2 separate regions of the Pan troglodytes genome follow, and region 1 is linked to region 2. The links are chromatin contacts, called in public Hi-C maps. All regions are on one chromosome and are shown on one strand. The core of a region is the stretch at or near the end of the contact, and the rest is flanking DNA. Distances in the headings are between cores, read along the strand shown.

What was found. A called contact is a pair of places that touch in the nucleus more often than the background predicts.
Region 1: a contact with region 2 is called in a Hi-C map of stem cell-derived neural progenitor cells, with 4 times the contacts expected there. The contact joins the promoter of TMEM253 here to the promoter of PIP4P1 in region 2. A contact is called at or near these places in 1 of 7 Hi-C or Micro-C datasets (stem cell-derived neural progenitor cells) and 1 of 1 datasets of contacts at active chromatin or transcription factors (stem cell-derived excitatory neurons).

Annotation. Positions count from the first base shown.
Region 1 is chr15:19,479,272-19,486,174 of NHGRI_mPanTro3-v2.0_pri, reverse strand. TMEM253 (transmembrane protein 253) reads right to left here and starts at 2,219. Exons shown (of 8, transcript NM_001246441.1): 1 at 1,858-2,219. The region is part of intron 1 of ZNF219 (zinc finger protein 219); the gene reads left to right.
Region 2 is chr15:18,898,021-18,905,630 of NHGRI_mPanTro3-v2.0_pri, reverse strand. PIP4P1 (phosphatidylinositol-4,5-bisphosphate 4-phosphatase 1) reads left to right here and starts at 3,280. Exons shown (of 7, transcript XM_520669.9): 1 at 3,280-3,739; 2 at 4,057-4,247; 3 at 4,605-4,711; 4 at 5,170-5,275; 5 at 5,463-5,515; 6 at 5,607-5,697; 7 at 6,200-7,044. The coding sequence starts at 3,577. The coding sequence ends at 6,343. It overlaps APEX1 (apurinic/apyrimidinic endodeoxyribonuclease 1), which reads right to left. Exons shown (of 4, transcript NM_001081485.1): 4 at 7,396-7,610. The coding sequence ends at 7,396.

The sequences.
Region 1 (6,903 bases), core at 970-3,469, 580 kb before region 2:
CCCTGGGTAGATACCGGCCTCAGTTCACTCCACAAGATGTCTAGGCCGACCTCACTCTGTTCCCATTTCTCATTACCCTCATTTCTGCCCATCCTGGGTTCCTTTTCTGGTTTCACTTACCTCATCCCCATGGACACTATCACTCTGGACCTCAATTCCCCCTCATTTCCATATGATCTTACTCCTTTCTTTGGCTTCCTCCTCAAATTATTTGTCCTTCCCTAGAGATCCTACTTTCTGTCTGGATCGGTCCCCTGTCATTACTACTTGCAGCTTTGCCCCCAGACCAGGTAAGGTTGAATTCCAGTGGCTTTCTTGCCTCTCACTTTCTGGACAGTCTCCCTTCCTTCTTTCTTGAAGGTTTTACTCTGAACTGAACACTGACTCAGTGGATGGGGGGGGACCCTGTTTATGGTGGGGATTGTTTTTGATTCAATGATAACCTGCAACTGGACATTATCTATCTATCTATCTATCTATCTATCTATCTATCTATCTATCTCATGGTCCTCAAATAGTGAGTCTTGGGAAGGATGCTATTGCAACAATTAATATTTTTGAGAGAGAAGGTGCCTCATAGCCAGACAGACCTGAGCTGGAATCTTAGCTCTGCTGCTTCTCCATCTGTGTGATCTTGGATACATTATTATTATTATTATTATTATTATTATTATTATTATTATTATTTTATTGAGACAGGGGCTCACTGTCACCCAGGCTGGAGTGCAGTGGCATGATCATGGCTCACTGTAGCCAACACCTTCTGGGCACAAATAATCATCCTGCCTCAGTCTCCCAAGTAGCTGGGATCACAGGCACATGCCACCATGCCTGGCTAATTTTTAAATTTTTTGTAGAGACAGGGTCGTCTCACAATGTTGCCTAAGCTGGTCTCAAACTCCTGGGCTCAAGCCATCCTCCCTGCTTGGCCTCCCAAACTGCTGGGATTACAGGTGTGGGCCACTGTGTGTGTCCTGATAGATATGTTTTTCTACCTATTCGCACCTCAGTTTATTCACTGATAAAAGGGGGCTAACAATATGACTGTGAAGAGTTGTTGATTCAGGGTGGGTGTTTAATAACTATTAGTGGTGCTGATGAGGTCACACTGATAAGTCTGATGCCCGTACACTAAAAGTGTTATTCAGAAGGAAGCTGGGGACACATTTCTACAGTCGGGAGCAGAACCAGCTGGGCCCAAATATACTCTATAGATCAAAACAAATCCCAGATCTACCTAGGTGCCCTTGGCAAGTTGCTTAATCTCTGTGTTCCCTTATCTATAAAAGGAAGTTAATAATACCAGTCTCAAGGGGTTGCTTCCAGCATGGAAGAGAGCTTAGCCCAGTACCTGGTACACAAGTGCTCAATGTTAGTGGCTATGATCATCATCACTATTATTATTTCTTGTTGTTGACGATAAGAGGAGACTGTGCCAGAAGACTCTAGAAGTTAGTACGAGGAGGGAGGCAGGGTCCTAGGAGGCAAGTGATTTTTTGTAAGCCACTCCTGCCCCATCAGTGCTGTGCCAACATCGGCGGGTCATTGTATCTACTCTTTTCTTTCCCGGGGAGTGGGAGTCACGTTTTAAAGAGATCCAGAAAACTGCTGTGTGTCTACTCCTCCTCAATTCCCACGTGCATTGATTTTATTTGGTGGCGATGTGAGATGTTGGGCTTGCACTGAGGATCCCCGAGCCTGCAGGCCACTGGGGAAACAGACTTCCTGAAGCCTCATTTTTCTTACTTGTAAATGGGGGCTAATTTAATTATAGAGGGTTATTGGAAAGATTATATACTATTAGATAGGTGAACAGGCATTCAGTAAATATTGACTAAATCTGAGTATACTACTCACCAGTTTGTAGTCTAGACTACAATCGCCTGGAAGGAAGGTACCACTTCTTTCTCATCCCTCACAGCGCTGAGCCCAGTGCCTGGCACTTAGTAAGCACTCAGTAAATATTTGTTGTATTGAAGAGCCATTAAAGTGACTTGAGGAATGGAAAATAGAATTCGAGAGGAAGGCGCAGGAATTGTTTATCAAGAACGGAAAGGACCGAAGAGTAACTTTAATAATGTTTCTTATACGGCCGACATTAACTATCTCTATAATCGCCCCTCCTCCTCCCCCAAAAGAGAGACAGAAATTGTAAGGGAGAGGCTTTGAGATAAAACCCCAGGAAGAACTTCCCGAGTCTGTGCATGTTGGGGCAGAAAGAGCGGCAGAGCCAACTCCTTCCCTGGTATGTCCGGGTTTAGGGAGGGAGGGGCAGTGCTGCTTGGAGGCTGGGGGAAGGACGAGATGACCTTTCAAAATCTCTTCCAGTCTCCTGTTGGAATCCTCTGTGCGCCCCACCCCCGCTCCCTCCCTTCCTCCCTCCCTCCGACAGCGCCCCCCGTCTCCAAACCGCCCGCACCCCGCCCCTGGCGGCCGCCTCTCGCGGCTCCCGGGGTCCCCAGCTCCCTGTCCCCGGAGCCAGAGCCCGGCTCCCGCGCGGCTCCCAGCCCCGCCGCGCCGCCCCCCGCATGCTAATGGCCGGGCCGCCTCCCGCCGCACACAATGCGGGCCAGGGCCGGGGGCGGGGGACCGGGGAGGGGGCGGGGGCCGGGCCGGGGGCGGGGGGGCCGGGGCCCGGCGCATCTCCCCCGGCCCCACGTAACGCTGACGCCCGCGCCGCCGGCCCGCCGCCCGCCGCCCGCCGCCGCCGCCGCCGCCGCCCGCTCCGCCGCCGCCCGCCCGGGGCTCGTGAGTAGCCGCTCCCCCCACTCCCGGGCCCCCCCGTCCGCCACCCGGCCCCCGCCCCCGGCCCCCTCCCCCCTCCCGGAGGGGGGGCCCGCTCAGCGCGCCCGGCTCGGAGCAGGTGCAGGGGGCGGGGGCGGGGGAGGGGCGCCGGCTCGGCCCCAAGCAAACTTCGCCCAGAGCTCCTGGGGGGGCGGGGTGGGGGTGGCGGCCTCGGAAGCCTGGAGAGCTGGGGGGCCCCAAGGGAGGGGGGGCCAGGTGGAAGAGCTGGGGGAGCAGACACCAAAATGAAGGGCCAACGGGGGGGATGTGGCGGGGGAGGTAGCGGGTGTCTTTGTAGGGGCCCGAAGGCAGGGCGCGAGGGACCTGGGGGTGAGGGGCGGCAGAGCCGCGAGCCTGAGTGGATGTGCACCCCCCAATCCCCGGCCCAGGTAGGGCTGGTGGGGGAGGGGGAAGGAGCCCAAACTCTCTGGGAGCACGGGGTGGCGGGGGAGGGGAAAGGATGGGGGGTGCTTCCCTCTTTGCGTCCCAAACAAAGTGTCACAAAGAGCTCGGCCCGCGGCAGCAGCGGAGGCGGCTGTAACTCAGCTTTTGTTCTCCTGGCCGGGGGTAGCTGAGCCTTGGCCTCCCTATCTCCCAACCCTGCCCCCCATCATCCTTCTGGCTTATCTTCCTGGGGAGGGGTCTGGGGTGCTGCTGGAAAAACCTCTCCGGCAGGATAGCAGGTCCTACCCTACTTAGCAATCTATTTCTGGGAGGGGGATTTTCCCAGAGGCTCCCTCGATCGCCCCTACCTCCCAGTCTGAGGACCGAGGCTCACGTGGGTGCTAAGACTGACTTTTCTAGGGTCAGCTCCACTTAAAGGGACTTAGGGCTGGCTACATGCCCCTCTTTCCCAAACCCAGGTCTTCCAGAACTTTCAAAATCAAAATCGGGGTTGCGTTAGGACATGCCTCTGGGATAAGATTCCCCATGGTGGGATGGCAGCAGGTGAGCAGGTGTGCCTTCCTCTCGCCTCCTGCTGTACCTTTGAAGTCCATGGCTGAGGTTCCATGTCCCTAACTCAGGAGAGTGAGGACAGAGGGAAGGAGGCTTTACCAAGATCTCAGTCTAAAAAGGCTGGTGAGCTGCAGAGTGGAGCGGGTTAGGAGGAGCTATCTGAGCAGTGAGGTTCAGAGGGCCATGGAGAGGAGACCATAAAAGTGAACTACTGGTGTGTCTGTATGATCAAGGTAGTCTTTTGAATGTAGACCGCCCTAGAAGCTCCCTTTCCTTTTAACCCCATCTAGTGCAGTGGTAATCATAATTGTTAGCAGATTTGGGAGGTGTAGGATTCTCAAGAGGGAAAACCATCGTGTTAGAGGTGACCAGAGGCAGTTACAACTGGACCCCAGAAGTCCTGAACCCTTGCTCCTTACACTTTGACCCTAAAAACTTTTGAATCACAAGACTTGAGGGACAGTCTTTGTGGTCCATTTAGCAAATACTTCTATGTACCTGTCCTTGTTGTTTCTAAGTCTTTTCACCAAGCATTCCATCCTTCTCTACTGAGTAAGGTTTAGTGGTCCACACCCACTTCCCTACCAGCTCCCCCGGCATGTAAGGATAATTGGCCTATTGCTTTTGAAAGGTTTCTGATATCTATCCCTGGCCCCGCATCCTTATAGAATCCAAATAAGGGCAAGATAACCCCTGATTCCCAGTGGGGGTGGAAAGTAGGTCAGTGCTGCTGTCTGGCCAAGTCTCGAGGATGGTGTTTAAGGCCTGACTATAGAAAACTCTGTGATTATTGTCCAGGGGCAATATATGCATGACCTCGGTTCCAAGGCAGTTCAAAGTATCCCAGTCCCTGTCAGTTCTTTCCCCTACTGAGAAAAAAATCATGGGATCAGGTGTCTGGAACCTGGTTTGATATGGAGATGATTCAGATCTTCATTGGGCCTAAGAAGGTATCTCAGTGAGTTTTGTTGATTTTAGGCCACCTTCTGGGGAAACTTTCCGTGCTGGGGAATTCAGCTTCAGTTTGGGCCTTCTTGTATATCACTCTATTTCTGTTCTGGAAACTGCTATGTGCAAAGTGGTTTATTGTTGTTTTGTTTTGGGATAGGAAGCTTTGCCCTTTTCTGACTCTTCTTGCCTCAGATATGAGGCCAGCTTCCTAAGAGATTTTGCTTGCTATCCTACAGACAGTTTTAGGGGCCCTAGAATCTTCTCAGAATGAGAGTATGTGCCCATAGGTTAGTCAGCTATGACCATGCAGTATTCCCAGCCCCCCCGCCCCACGCCTCCACCATCTGCTTCCTCTGAATATACCAGATTGGCTGTACACCAGGATGTTCCGGGAATCCCCAGGAGAGCAACAGAATGTGATGGACCCAAATATGATGCCTCAGTAACTCATTCCAGGATGTACAAACTGTAACTGTCAGGATGCTCCTTATAGCTAATTAAAATTCTTCTAGTTACATCTATTTTCTATTAGCTCTTTCTATTTTCAGTGACATCTAAAAGGCCAAAATAATCCCTCTGGTACCACTGGGTTTTTTTCTATGGTTTTCAGATAGGAACGAAAAAAAAAGCTCTAGCTTTTCTGTGTTGTATCTGCGATGCTAAAATGGCAAACAGCCCCTCTAGCACCTCATAGCTCTATCTATGGTACTGAGGTGGCCCAAGTGGCTTCTGTGGTAGCCCACTGCACTCTCCATGGTACTGAAGGGATGACCATTTGTTTTAACATCTCTCTGGGGTCCAAAAGAGTCCTGTGACTTAGAATCACAAACTTTTTTCCAGCAGGAAGGGACTAACACTATAAATTAGTCCAATCCCCTTATTTTACTGATGAGTAAACTGGGAGGTTAAGTGATTTAGTAAAGGTTGTAGGGTTATCAATGTTCAGACTAGGCCTACAATAGCCTTGTACCCTTCAGTCCTATTCTAATTCACCTTTTGTGACACTATTCAGTAAGCCTGGCTAGGCTCTTAGTCCCAGGAAAGGATCCAGAGGATGAGAGTGGGTGCCCTAATTTGAAGCTACAGAAATACACATATTAAGTGGTAGTGGAGGTCGTCTAGTGACCCTTGGACAAGGACACTTTGTTAATTAATCATCTGCTAATAATAATCCTGTAGCCCAGATTCCACATGTAACAGGTACCTGCCCCTTCATGGAGTTTTACCACATCCACTAAATGTCAAAAATTAAAGAAGCCTTGGACCTCCAGAGCCTTTTCTCTCTGCTGACAGGCAGGTTGACTCCTGGCCCAGTTCTTTTCTATTAAAGATCCTTAGGCAAAGTAATGCTTGCATCTTTTTCTTTCTCAGTAACCCATTTCAGTTTTGTGATGCCTATTGTAAGGAAGTTCTTTATATCTCAAATATCCTTTCTTAGGCAAAAAAAAAAAAAAAAAAAAAAAAAAAAGGTTAGACCCACATTCATTTAGCCTTGACCAGATACTATTCTATATGAGGCAGAAAGGTAGACTAGATGACTTCTGGTCATCCTCCCAGGTCTGTTTCCATGAATCTTGATTCTGGGGTTTCTTCTAAGTCCTCATGCTAAACTCCTCTGCAGCTTAGGATCAGCACCCGCCCCCCCCCAACCCCTATCCTCTTCCTCTCAATGATCTTCTCCTTCCCCAGCACTGGAGCTCTGCAAGTCCCAGGCCTAGGGAATTTTAGCCTGGAGAATTTTAACCCTTTCCTGCTCAGAGCATGTGCTGAGTCCCTATCTGTGCAGATGGCCCAGCCCCGCCCCCCGTCCCTCACTCCAGCCTCTTGAGCTCAGAGCCAGTGTAATCCTCCTCTTGTGTGAGGGAGCCTCTCCCCTGCAGAGAGGAGGAAAGCCTGCCACGGAACAGCCCTGGACAAAGGGGCTCAGATGCCCCATCATACTGCAGGCTCCAAGGTTTGAAACAAGGGGATGAATCCTATACGGTATTTGCAGTTTTTAGCCCCTTCCCCAGGCTAGCTGTGCCCCTTAACTTCCACTCCTCCCCCAACTCTCTCTTCATTCCCTCTCCCTCTGGCTCCCTCCCCCTTCATGCCCCTCCCCCTCTGTCTGTCTTCAGACTCTGCTGCTGGGAGGTGTTTCTCTCCCATGCATGAATGAGTCTCTGTAATGAATGGAAATGAATGGATCAGGAATCCAGGCGGAGGGAGGGA
Region 2 (7,610 bases), core at 2,031-4,530:
ATGCACCTGTCATCCCAGCTACTTGGGAGACTGAGGTGGCAGGATTGCTTGTGCCCAGGAGTTCAAGGCCGCCACAGACTATGACTGCACCACTGCACTCCTGCCTGGGTGACAGAGTGAGACCCTGTCTCTAAAAGCACAGAAAAAGAAGAGAAAGAGGAAGAGAAAGCAAAAATGTGTGTAGAGAAAAGGCCATTTATGCCACAGTGAGAAGGTGGCCATCTGTAAGCTAAGGAGAGAAGCCTCAGGAGAAAGCAAACCTGCCAATATCTTGATCTTGGGCTTCCAGACTCCAGAGCTGTGAGAAAATAAATGTTTGTCGTTTATGCTATCTGTAGTGTTTTTTATGTCCTAGCAAATGTTCTCAATCTAAGTGAGAAGATCCCACCCCATAGGTAAAAATCAGGCAATACCTGAGACACTCAATATTTACCAGAGATAATATTAAAATGACTTATCTGTATAATACAGGTACCAACCAATCAGAACCAATGGCACCATAAACAACCAATGCCAGCCACCCTGTAGTGCCCCAGCTGAATATCCTCCCTGCTTGCAACTGCAGCTAACAATATTGTTCAGTACCCAGCAAATTTATCCCAAGATGGGGCTTAAGTTACTTCATTAATTAATTAGAGAGCCATCTATCAAGCAGCTTCTATGTTCCAGGCATTTAGCATAAAAGGGGGCTCATCCCAAGCACCTTCTCTCTGCCACTTCTGTGCTTCTGCCCCTTTCAATCTACCTATCAAATTATTTGAATGTAAAATATTAGATCATAAGTCAGAAGATGGGGATTTAGAGCTCCATTTCAATCTGTCACTTAGCTTAAATGACTCCAGTTTACACAGCCTCAGTTTCCACATCTGTAAAATAAAGATATAGTCTTGCCTTCCCTGTCCACATCACAGTGGGTTCTGAAATAAAATGAATATAACTATGAATGTGCTTTATTGGCCGGGCACAGTGGCTCATGCCTGTAATCCCAGCACTTTGGGAGGCCGAGGCGGGTGAATCACGAGTTCAAGAGATTGAGACCATCCTGGCCAACGTGGTGAAACCCCATCTCTACTAAAAATACAAAAATTAGCTGGGTGTGGTGGCACACACTTGTAATCCCAACTACTCGGGAGGCTGAGGCAGGAGAATCGCTTGATCCCGGGAGGTGGGCAGACATCACACCACTGCACTCCAGCCTGGCGACAGAATGAGACTCTGTCTCAAAAAAAAAAAAAAAAAGCTTTATTAACTGTGAGCAAGTTCCAAATATTATGATTACTTTTTGCATTTTTCTGCCTATTGATCTACTCAACACAGAGCTCAGATCCTAGTTATCCATGCACAATACTCATTTTTCTTTATGTTTTAGAAGTTTTCTCTGGCTGCTCTAGCTAGAAGTGATCTCTTCTTTTCTTGAACTTGAATTACATTGTTTAATTCTTTTATTATGAAGCATGTGTTGTATCATGAATTTCTAGTATTGATATTTTTCCATGTAATAAAATACTAGTGCTGATTTTTTTTTTTTTTGAGACAGGATCTTGCTCTGTTGCCCAGGTTTAGATCATGGCTCATTGTAACCTTGAACTCCTGGGCTCAAGCAATCCTCCACCTCAGCCTCCCAAAACACCGGGATTACAGGCATGAGCCACCACTCCTGACCTGATATGTTATACTGTCAATGTTTACACTATTCTGTCTCCCTACCCAGAGTGTAAGCTTTTTTAAGGAGTGTCTTTCACAAAGTGTAGATATTTTAAAAATATTTTTAGGACAGTTTTTGGAATATATGTGTAACTAGGGCGCAAATAATGGATCCTACTCCAACCCCAGACAATGCTTGAGCGTCTGTGTGCCACAAACAGCAGAAAAAGCAGCAGACTGGCCTCCCACTATGGAGCTACAACCTCTTCCCTATTTTGTATCTGGAGCTTCCTTAGTTCTTTAAGTGTCTGTTAGGGGCTCTTATCTAACTGGTCGAAGGTTACTAGCTTCCAAGTAGAAGCTGGCCTGAGAAAACCCTGTCTAAAAAAATCAGGACCTAGGTGAAGTCTCCAGCCCCTGTAGCAGCCAAGTGCTGGGACATCTGCAGTTCCTTTGTTATTACATATTTGGGGCTGGCTGTACTTTCTTTGATGCACTTCCTTTCTTAGTGGAGAGTCTGCTAGCCAAATTGATAATGGACCTCCTCGGGGTTTATTGTTTTTATCAATTCCTTGTTGCTTCCCATATTTAAAGCAGTCCCAGTTTGGGCTATGACTTGGGAAAAAATCCAGGTGTGGTTCAGGCGCCCATAAAGACCACACGAGACTTCAGGTAGGGGAGGAGGCACTGCCCCTTTGCTGGAAGCAAAGTTGAGACAGGTCTAAAGACTGTCCCATCTGTCAAATAAGGTGACGAAAATAACCTTGTATTTGATTAATCCAATCTACAGACTTGTGCGTATGTTAAAGGTTGGCGGTCATAAAATTGAGTAAAGGCACGGTGGCTTGTCCCTGTAGTCCCAGCTACTGGGAAGGCTTAGGCGGGAGATCAAACTCAGGAGTTTGAGTCCAGCATAGGCAAGACCCCATCTCTACTGAATTTTTTTTTTTTTTTTTAGTAAAACGATGAAATCTTCTAGTAGTGGAGACACTAATGAAAAGATAATTTAACAATTTGATCAGCAATGGGGAAAGACGGGGCTCTGTAAGGACAGCTTCCAGGAAAACCCAGTCTTGTGTCCTGTCCTGAAAGTGACTCTAGCGACAAAGGCTGGAGTGATAATCTTAACTTTTTAATCCATTTCCTTCTGGTACCTCATTACTCTGACTTTTTAAAGGTACTTCTTTGAGTAGAACAGCTAACTTTGTCTACTGTTCCCCACCGTCCATTTTCTCCCCGCTCAGAAGATCCCAAGCTTCCGCACTGCTTTATTGCACCCGCCCAGCCTCCTTTAAAATGCATAAGCCACGCCCCCCATGTTCTGGCGCTAAGTTCGGGCCAATGCAGTTGCGCCGCTAGGATCACAGGACGAAAGAAGGAAAGTCACCAGCCAATAGGAAACCAGCTATAACGCAAAGCCGGAGAAAAGTGTTTTAGTGGTGTCTTTGAACCAATGAGGAGCAGAGCAACAGGGACCGTGCAGCTTCCAGAAACACGTGACCAGTTGAGCAGACGCAGCCTAGCCCTACCTCCTGGTCTGGAGGTAGCGCGATGGGCGTCGCTCCCAATAGCTTGCAGAACCTCTAGTCACGTGCAGGTTTTGCAAGCCCAGCAGCATCTGGCAGGTCATGTGACAGTTGACGTTTGTGCGTCGCTCCCCAATGGAAAAGGAGAGCTGCCTTCACAGGACCAGGAATTGGTTTATCTACGCGAATAATAGCATGACCCGGGCGGGGATAGCCTATCACGTGCTGCTAGACGGAACGGGGCGGGGCAGGCCACTGGTTGCGGAGTGAGCTGGGCGCGCGGCGCGCAGGCGCCCTGGGGACCCGGTAGCGGCGGTGGCGGTGGCGGCGGTGGCGGTGGCTGCGGCGACGGCAGAGGCGAAGGGAGCCGGATCGCCGACCTGAGCGGGAGGCGGCGGTGGCGGCCATGGCGGCAGATGGAGAGCGTTCCCCGCTGCTGTCTGAGCCCATCGACGGTGGCGCGGGCGGCAACGGTTTAGTGGGGCCCGGCGGGAGTGGGGCTGGGCCCGGGGGAGGCCTGACCCCCTCCGCACCACCGTACGGAGCCGGTAAACATGCCCCGCCCCAGGGTAAGCCGGGGCGGGTCCGAGGTGCTCCCCGGGGTACTCTGAAAGCCGGGGAGGGGGCGGGACCGAGGGCGGAGGCGGGTCCCAGTCGCCAGGTGCGGGACTGCTGCACCTGTGACTGGGCGAGGCTTCCTTCCCTCCGTAATCGCGACCACAGCCTAGGGACGGAAGGGGGTTCTGAGCAACCTGATAGAAGTGCCAATTATGAGAAGCCCTCCGAGCTTGGTCAGAGGGTTGAAGATCAGAAAGACTTCCCTACCACCGTGGAGCATCAGTGGGGGTGTAAGTGATCCCAGCCCTTCTATTTGCTTCCTCTCCAGCATTTCCCCCGTTTCCCGAGGGGCATCCAGCCGTGTTGCCTGGGGAGGACCCACCCCCCTATTCACCCTTAACTAGCCCGGACAGTGGGAGTGCCCCTATGATCACCTGCCGAGTCTGCCAATCTCTCATCAACGTGGAAGGCAAGATGCATCAGCATGTAGTCAAATGTGGTGTCTGCAATGAAGCCACCGTGAGTTATACATATCTATGAAATGGGCCCTGTTTCCTGGATCCTCTTTCTGATGTCTTGGTTCTAGACCCTGACCTTCCGGCTGTTAGCCAAGTGCTCTTGATGATACCCAGGTTTCAGTTCCCAGGTGTCTCACACAGCCATTTCCCCAGAAGCCACTCACCAAAGCTAATGTTCACTTTCTCTCACTTTCACACCTAGCCTAGTTCCTATTTGCAAATCTCATGATATAGTCTTTCTTTTATTTCTCCTTCCTGGCTAGCACCTTATTTTTCTGATCTCATAAAGTGTTTTTGGAGGGAAGTGGAGGGGATTGGGATTAGAGGTTTGCTTGCTGATGACCCTATTATTCTCTAGCCAATCAAGAATGCACCCCCAGGGAAAAAATATGTTCGATGCCCCTGTAACTGTCTCCTTATCTGCAAAGTGACATCCCAACGGATTGCATGCCCTCGGCCCTACTGGTAAGAGGCATAAGGTGGGGAAGGGCCTAAGTGGGGAACTGGAAAGTCAAAAAAGGATGAGCGTATACAGAGAATGTAAAGGTGAGAGAGCCTAGTGTTTATTTAGGAGAAAAGGCTTTGAAGCATGTGCCTCAGGAATGTTATAGCTGTCTTTCTCGTTTCTCAATAAAAATATTGAGATGAAATGATGTCGTTTCGGAGAATAGAGAGCCTTGGGGACTGGGTGTGTTATCCTGAGGTCGGAGGGGAATTGGGGACCTGAAGTTTAAACAGTGCTCTTTCTTTCTCAAGGATTCTTGAGGGTATAAAGTTAGGGGACAGAGTATCTTAAGTACAGAGAAGTCGAGTGACTTAATAGACAGGGAGTGGGGGATGTGAAACAGGGACTGTGAAGATTTTTAGGATTAAAAATTTTTCAAACACAAGTTTGAAAATACAAGTCTTTTTCTTTTGTGTAGCAAAAGAATCATCAACCTGGGGCCTGTGCATCCCGGACCTCTGAGTCCAGAACCCCAACCCATGGGTGTCAGGGTTATCTGTGGACATTGCAAGAATACTTTTCTGGTGAGGAAGGGGTATTGGGAAGGGGAGGGGAAAGGAGACTAAGAGTCATTTCGAGTATATTTCTTAGAGTAATGGTAATGACCCCTGAAAGGTCTGTCCTATGGGAACATGTTCTGCATCCCCACCCCAAGGTTCTCATTGAGGGGGACCCTGCTTGTGCTATTATTTTCGTTTTCTTTCTCCATAGTGGACAGAGTTCACAGACCGCACCTTGGCACGTTGTCCTCACTGCAGGAAAGTGTAAGTGATTAGGGATTGAGCTGGTTATTGATGTATGGAGTAAAAACTACAAGGCCATAGAAAGCATCCATTTCTATTTGCCTCCCCACAGGTCATCTATTGGGCGCAGATACCCACGTAAGAGATGTATCTGCTGCTTCTTGCTTGGCTTGCTTTTGGCAGTCACTGCCACTGGCCTTGCCGTGAGTACCCTTGCCCCAACCTCTTTCATTCTGCAGCCTCATCTCCATAGGCTAAGATTTGGGAAACTGCTACCCTAAAAAAAAGTGGAAGAAACTTGGGGGACTAGTTTGTTTTGTTTTAAGATATGGATGAGCTAAAGTGCAAAGTGGCTGATGAAACAGACTTTATTACTACTACAAGACTGCAAAACAGCCTTCCTTTCTCTGTAGGATGAGGATAGGACAGTGAAATTCTTAATTTAAGAGTTGCTATTTGCAAACCTGGCTCAGTTGTCAGATATTAAGAAAAACTGAGATACAGTGTGGGATGGGATGAGTATGTTACGCCTAAGGGAAGGAAGCTGATCAGCTCTGCCTTTACGAAGGTCCCTGAGGGTGGCTACATGTGGATAAGGAACAAGGACTGAAGCGTGAGTTATTACTCTTCTTAGAACTAATAGGAGGTAGTGGAGACCAACATTAACCCCATCTTTCTTTTCTTCTCCCTCCTTATCTTCATCAGTTTGGCACATGGAAGCATGCACGGCGATATGGAGGCATCTATGCAGCCTGGGCATTTGTCATCCTGTTGGCTGTGCTGTGTTTGGGCCGGGCCCTTTATTGGGCCTGTATGAAGGTCAGCCACCCTGTCCAGAACTTCTCCTGAGCCTGATGACCCACAGACTGTGCCTGGCCCCTCCCTGGTGGAGACAGTGACACTACGAAGGGAGCTGGGGTAGTTAAAGGCTCCCGGGGCTTCTAGAAGGAAGCCAAGCAGCTGCCTTCCTTTTCCCTGGGGAGAGGTAGGAAGGAACCAGGCCCTCACTTAGGTTTGGAGGGGCAGATAAGAGCACTGCTGACCATCTGCTTTCCTCCAAGGGTTGCTGTGTCTAGGGTGAAGTAGGCAAAACGTTGCCCTTAAAACTGGGCCCTAAAGACGGTTCCAGGCTTGTCCTTCCTGTGTGCTCCCTGAGAGCCATTCCTGTCCCTTACACATTCCAGGGCAGGGTGGGGGTGGGTAGCCCTGGGGGTTCCCCTCCCTCTTGTGCACCATTAGGACTTTGCTGCTGCTATTGCACTTCACCAGAGGTTGGCTCTGGCCTCAGTACCCTCAGTCTCCTCTCCCCACATTGTGTCCTGTGGGGGTGGGGTCAGCCGCTGCTCTGTACAGAACCACAGGAACTGATGTGTATATAACTATTTAATGTGGGATATGTTCCCCTATTCCTGTATTTCCCTTAATTCCTCCTCCCGACCTTTTTTACCCCCCCAGTTGCAGTATTTAACTGGGCTGGGTAGGGTTGCTCAGTCTTTGGGGGAGGTTAGGGACTTATCCTGTGCTTGTAAATAAATAAGGTCATGACTCTACGCTTTTTCAGTTGTTAACTTGTGTGCATGAAAATATAAGGAGGAAGAGAATGTGTAGCCCCACGAAGGGGTAAGACACGAAGACAGCAAGGCTGAAACTATGGCTCTTTATTTTCATGTGGATAATTCAAACAAAGTCATTAGTAGTCTTTGTTCAATTTTTTTTTAAAAACAAAAAACCCTCAAATAAAAAATCTTGGGCTTAAAAGAATTCTATCACAGGAGCCTGGTTGGAGGATTCCTAGTTTTATACATGAGAAATAGAATGCAGATTTCTCTGAAGAGTGTTTAAAGAAGGAATGGTAGTTGAGGGGGCTTATTTCCCAGGCTCAAAGTGATTTAGGGGTGGTGTCACAGTGCTAGGTATAGGGTGATGGGACAGTGATCACTGCCGAGGGCCTTGGAACGGATCTTGCTGTCACACAATGCAGGTAACAGAGAGTGGGACAACAAAAAGTAATCAAGGCGCCAACCAACATTCTTGGATCGAGCATTCATCATATAAGTCCAAAAGGTGTAGGCATAGGGTGTGTTGGGGTAGAGGTGCCTAAAGCTGTCAGCCAGTG